Linked DNA regions of Mus musculus: region 2 is linked to region 1. A link is a contact called in public HiChIP or PLAC-seq data. All regions are on one chromosome and are shown on one strand. The core of a region is the stretch at or near the end of the contact, and the rest is flanking DNA. Distances in the headings are between cores, read along the strand shown.

Region 1 (2,660 bases), core at 87-2,586:
CAGCCTTCGTCAGCATCCTGCTCCCAATGTGACCTCTGACCTGGGGCGTGGCCATGGCCAATGCTTGCTTTCTCAGGCGCCTGGCTGCCCCACAGGCAAGATGTGTCAGTCCACAGGTGTGCAGGAGAATATTCCTGGGGGACAGTGAGGCTCTCTGGTAAGTGAGGTGGCTCAGTAGGTATGGTGCTTGCTACAGCAGCCTGCTGACCTGAGTTCAATCCCTGGAACCTACATAAAGGTGGAGAGAGAAATGACTCTACAAAATTGTCCTCTGGGCTTGGGGACAAAAATTAAAAAAGAAAAAATGTCCTCTGACCTCCATGTGTGCATCATGATGTACACAGACACACAAATAATAATAATAATAATAATAATAAATCAATAAAGTATTTTAAAAGGAGTCCTCCATGCTAGAGATGGCACAGCCCAGCACCAGCCACTCGAGCTGAGGACCCAAGTTTAGTTCCCAGCACCCCTGTGGTGGCTCACAGTTCCAGGAGGGGTCTGATGCCCTCTCTTGGCCCCTGTGGGCATTAGGTATGCACGTGGTGTCCAATACACATGAAATTTTAAACAAAATATATCTTTTTGGAAAAAAAAACTCACAAACATTCTCCACTCTGGATGTGTGAGTCATTCCAGGCTTTCCTGGGGTGGTACCTGGCCTGCTAGTAGTGTGACTGCTGACCTATGGAGGTCCCTCATTAGAACCATTGTGAAGCCCCACCCCTCACAGGCAGGGAGGCCTTGGGTCCCATCTGAGAGGGAGAACAGTCAGTTTCGTGCATGCGTGCAAGCCAGCCCCTCCCAGCCTGCTCACTCACCCCCACAGAGGTCTGGGTGGGGCAGTGCTGTGCTCTGCCCCAGGCTCAGGGCTACTACAGAGGTCTCACTTCTCTCTGCCTCTGGCGCTCCAACCACTTCTGCATCAGGCCTTGCTGGGGCTTGGTGACTGAGGTGTGGCCAAGGAGCTCTGAATTACAACAGGAACCATTTGTATGAGTGAGGCACCAAGGCTAAGCTGTGTGACCTCTGGAAAGCTACTTTGCCACTCTGGTCCTATTCCTACAGGTGGTTTTACACGACCTATGTGTGCCTGAGCCTCATCTACGGTGCTTTAGCCCTGTAGCCTATCTTCAATCAGCACAGACAATCAGCTTCTAGGCCCTCCACCCCCACTTCCTCCGGCCTCATAACACTCGGGCTTTCTCTTTCTCCTCACAGTGCCTTGCTGTGTAACTCTGGCCAGCCTGGGACCGGGCTATGTCATCCAGGCCTCCCAAGTGCTCAAACAGCAGGTGTAGTCATGTCACGCAGCCGGGACACTCTTCAGCTCTGCCCCACACAGTGGGCCCCGCCTTCTGCACTTAGCCCCAGTGCTGCTTTCAGTTACTCCCAAGGCAGAGGAACTGATGCTCACCGCCCTCTGTCCTCCGTCCTCCGCCCGGCCTCCACCCAAGAGGCCACTATAGCTCAACAGGCTGTAGGTGGCAGGGGCCAAAGAGGCCAGGCCACACCCCTTCAGGGAAGAGACTCCATCAGTGGAGACAGCTGCTCTAAGCGCAGGAAAAGGAAAGGGGTGGGGGAACTTGGGGGTGGGGGAAACGACCTTCCCCTCCCCCATTCTAGACCTCTACTCCAGGAGGTCCCACCCCCACCCCACCTCAGGGGATTCAGTCTTCTGCCAAACCCAGTAATGAATCCCACATTGCTGGGTCCCCCTCCGCCCTCTGACTGAGCTCTGAACAGCTGGCCCACAGAAGGTACTGAAGCTGAGAGTGGAGAGGAGCCTGCAGAGTCCCACATCCCACCCACCCCTTCCTCTGCAGATAAGGCCCCTCTGTTCCGGCTCTGGCCTGGGAAAGCTCTGTGTATGAGTGTCTCTCTCTCTCTCTCTCTCTCTCTCTCTCTCTCTCTCTCTGTGTGTGTGTGTGTGTGTGTGTGTGTGTGTGTGTGTGTTCGTTAACCCTTTCGTGCAAGGCACATCCTCAAGGCTTCCTGTCCCCAGCAAAGGTGCACGCCACCACAGCAGAGAAAGCTAGGAAACCAATCATCAATAACACACCTCCCACACCACTAAGCCAGTGACAGAGCTTAGGGAAGAGGCCCAAATTTAAACTATCAGTTTGCCTTAGCCAACAGCCGTGAGACCTCTCTGTGCCTTCATCCCTTCTCTGTGAAACACTAATAATGGCAAAGACCCAATAGGACAGGGCCGATGGATTCAAGGAGGTGCTTACTGTAGGTAAAGGGCCCTTAAACACATTGGGACCACAAAGCTCTAATGCCTATCAGCCACATGAATCCGACAGACCTCAGCTCAGCTCAGCAGCTCAGAAGAGCTGGCTCGGTTGGTGCCCGGAACTGTCTGGCAGCCAAAGGTAAGGTCCCCGCTTCCTCTGAGCTCTGCCTGTTCTAGAAGCAGCCACAGCTGGAGTCTAGTCTTAGTTCCAAGAGGTGACCTTTCTGAGTCAGAGACCACAGGGACCCCTGGGGCTACCAGTGTCCGGATATGAGGATATAGCACCATGACTCTCTGACCTCCTCAAACCCACGCTTCTCTCCCCTGCTTCAGTTCTAGTCATGGTGCCCAGGGCATTCTGGGACCTGAGCCTTGGCCCTGTACTGTACACAGCTGCCCTCGAATTTCTGCCTCCAGT
Region 2 (2,660 bases), core at 108-2,607, 860 kb before region 1:
CCTTGGGGAGAGGTGAGGCCCTTAGAGCTGGGTCAGAGCCAGTGGAAGAAGTAAGCTCCCTGCTGCCTAAGTCCATGGGGTGGGTGACTGTGGTACCAGGGCAGCCAGAGCCACAATGGCGCTGAGTGGAGGGATTACCTTACTTGTCCAGGGGCGTAGAGGTGCCTTGCTTGTTTAGTTAGCAAACAGAGCCAGGCCAACAGCCTCGTGACTGTGCATGGCCAGGCTGAGAGGTCTGATGGGCTGGGACTCTGGGGATGCCATCTGCTTGGGCTCAGGATGGGTCTTGGTCAGTGTCAGGGTCCGACGTGTGCTCCTCACTCTTGTCTGTCTCCTGTAGGGATGAGTTCAGCATCCAGGTCCTGCATGCGTTTGTGGAACTGCACGAGTTCACCGACCTGAACCTCGTCCAGGCCTTGCGGTGGGTGTCGTCAACCGGGCACCGTAGGGCAGGGTGGTTGTGACTGTCCTGAAGTAGTTTTCAGGAAGGCCATGTACATGCCTGCGTGGAATAGCATTCACTAGGACTGCTTCTTGGTCTTGGGAGTGGACAGACTGATCTGTCCTTAAATACTGAAATTATTTCTACTCTTCACAATAGAAAACCCTTTCATTTCTTACCCTAAACTAGGTAGCTGTGTATTTCGTTAAAGAAAAGAAAAGGAAAGGAAAAAATCAACTATCATTTTTCCCCTTGGAGACAGGGTTTTTCTTTGTAGCTTTGGCTGTCCAGGAACTCTATACACCAGGCTGGCCACAAACTCAAGATATCCTCCTGCTTCTGCTTCCCAAGTGCACCACCACCACATGGCTCAACTTCAGCTTTTTTGTTTGTTTATTTTGTTTTGTATTCCAGACAGGGTTTCTCTGTGTATCCCTGGCTGTCCTGGAACTCACTTTGTAGACCAGGCTGGCCTCGAACTCAGAAATCCGCCTGTCTCGGCCTCCCAAGTGCTGGGATTAAAGGCATGTACCACCACTGGCTTCAGCTTCAGCTTTTAAACCAAGCTTGTTTTGTGCCCTTTAAAGCCATTTTTTTTCTGCCGTGGATATAAATCCTAAGATTTTTTTTTTTTTGAACTCTGATTTTTTAATGATGCAGTGTTGCAGAACTAACCTTGTGGCTGTGGTCCCATATGATTTACAGGGTTCCATAGTGACTGCCCTGAATGAATTCTTCCTTTAGAGTTCATTTTAAATGATTAAGATCTGTATTTCACTTTTGTGTGTTGCTCTAAAGTGGGGCTGTTCTTCTTGGCTTCTCAGTTCATTTAAGGCCACAGTGGTTACATTTGCTTCTGTTCAGTTTCTGAAGCCCCCACTTCCTTCCCCATGTGTTATTAACTGCCACACTAGCAGCAAAACTGGTCAAAACAATGCTCCTGTCTTCACCCTCAGGCAGTTCCTGTGGAGCTTCCGGCTCCCTGGAGAGGCCCAGAAGATTGACCGGATGATGGAGGCCTTTGCCCAGCGGTACTGTCAGTGCAATACTGGGGTGTTCCAGTCTACAGGTGAGGGAGGGAGCCTCTGTGTGAGTCGGGGAGGGAGAGCTAGGACAAGAGGCTGAGTCCATTCCAAGAACAGTTACTTACTGGTGTGTACAACCTGGAAAGACTGAACGTATCCAGAAGACCAGCACTACACCTGGTGTGCTTAGTGGAGGAGTGCTTGCCTCATGTGTGTGCAGCACTGGGTTCAGAATTACAAAGCATATAACTATTAAAGATGTCTTAACACTGGGCAGTGGTAGCCTTTGATCCCAGCACTCAAGAGGCAGATCTCTGAGTTTGTGGCTAGCCTGGTCTTCAGGACAAGTACCAGGACAGCTAGGGCTACACAGAGAAACTCTGTCTCAAAAGCAAATTTATGAATATAGCTAGCTAGGCTACTTAAGCAAGACCTTGCCTTAAAAAGAAAGAAATATTATGTTCTTATGAAGATATTGGCATGGGAAAATGATAAGATTAACAAAAAAGCATATATATGTGTGTGTAATGTATATACCTATCCCCTGTGTATGTATCTATCTCATACATATGCTCGGGTGATAGTGCATTATAGTGTCTGTAAAGTGATTTTATAGGCACATTTATACAGAAGAAATAAAGCAGACCAAATTATTACTAAATAGAATTGCAGTTAATTTTTTCTTTTTGATACATTGTATTGGTCTGAGATTTTGTTGTATAGCCCTAGCTGGCCTTTTATAGACCAGGCTGTACTGGAACTCACAGAAATATGCCTTTTGAGTATGGAGGCTAACGTCATGCTCCACTACTCCCAGCCGTTTTATTGTTTTCCTGTTCTTTTATATCTGAAAAATAGAATGAGTGTCTTTAGTGAGGTCATGTGCCTTGCCCCTTCCAGGAACATAAGCCTGGGAACATATGTACACTTGGCTCATCTGCTCTTCCTGCCAGTGTCTCCTGTCCTGGGTAGCTGTCTCCTCTGCTCTCACAGCCTGGTCTCCTCTTTCTAGACACCTGCTATGTCCTGTCCTTCGCAATCATAATGCTGAACACCAGCCTACACAACCCCAATGTCAAAGACAAGCCTACGGTGGAGAGATTCATCGCCATGAACCGAGGCATCAACGACGGAGGAGACCTGCCGGAGGAGCTGCTCCGGGTGAGCAGGGCCAGAGCCACTTCATGTCAGCT

What was found. HiChIP or PLAC-seq counts read pairs in DNA pulled down with a chosen protein or histone mark.
Region 2: an H3K27ac HiChIP or PLAC-seq map of large pre-B cells shows a contact between it and region 1, with 4 times the contacts expected there. The contact joins two enhancer-like sites. A contact is called at or near these places in 2 of 115 datasets of contacts at active chromatin or transcription factors (double positive thymocytes and large pre-B cells).

Annotation. Positions count from the first base shown.
Region 1 is chr11:117,318,872-117,321,531 of GRCm38.p6, reverse strand. The region is part of intron 2 of Septin9 (septin 9); the gene reads right to left. Among named protein-coding and RNA genes, the nearest start is that of Gm34065, 6.8 kb to the left of the region's middle. Within about 2 kb of position 1,336, at least 196 of the 459 cell types and tissues checked have an H3K27ac peak or open chromatin away from gene starts, as enhancers often do.
Region 2 is chr11:118,182,733-118,185,392 of GRCm38.p6, reverse strand. Cyth1 (cytohesin 1) reads left to right here. Exons shown (of 14, transcript NM_011180.4): 5 at 1-12; 6 at 341-421; 7 at 1,399-1,511; 8 at 2,480-2,628. Among named protein-coding and RNA genes, the nearest start is that of Gm38514, 46 kb to the right of the region's middle. Within about 2 kb of position 1,357, at least 17 of the 459 cell types and tissues checked have an H3K27ac peak or open chromatin away from gene starts, as enhancers often do.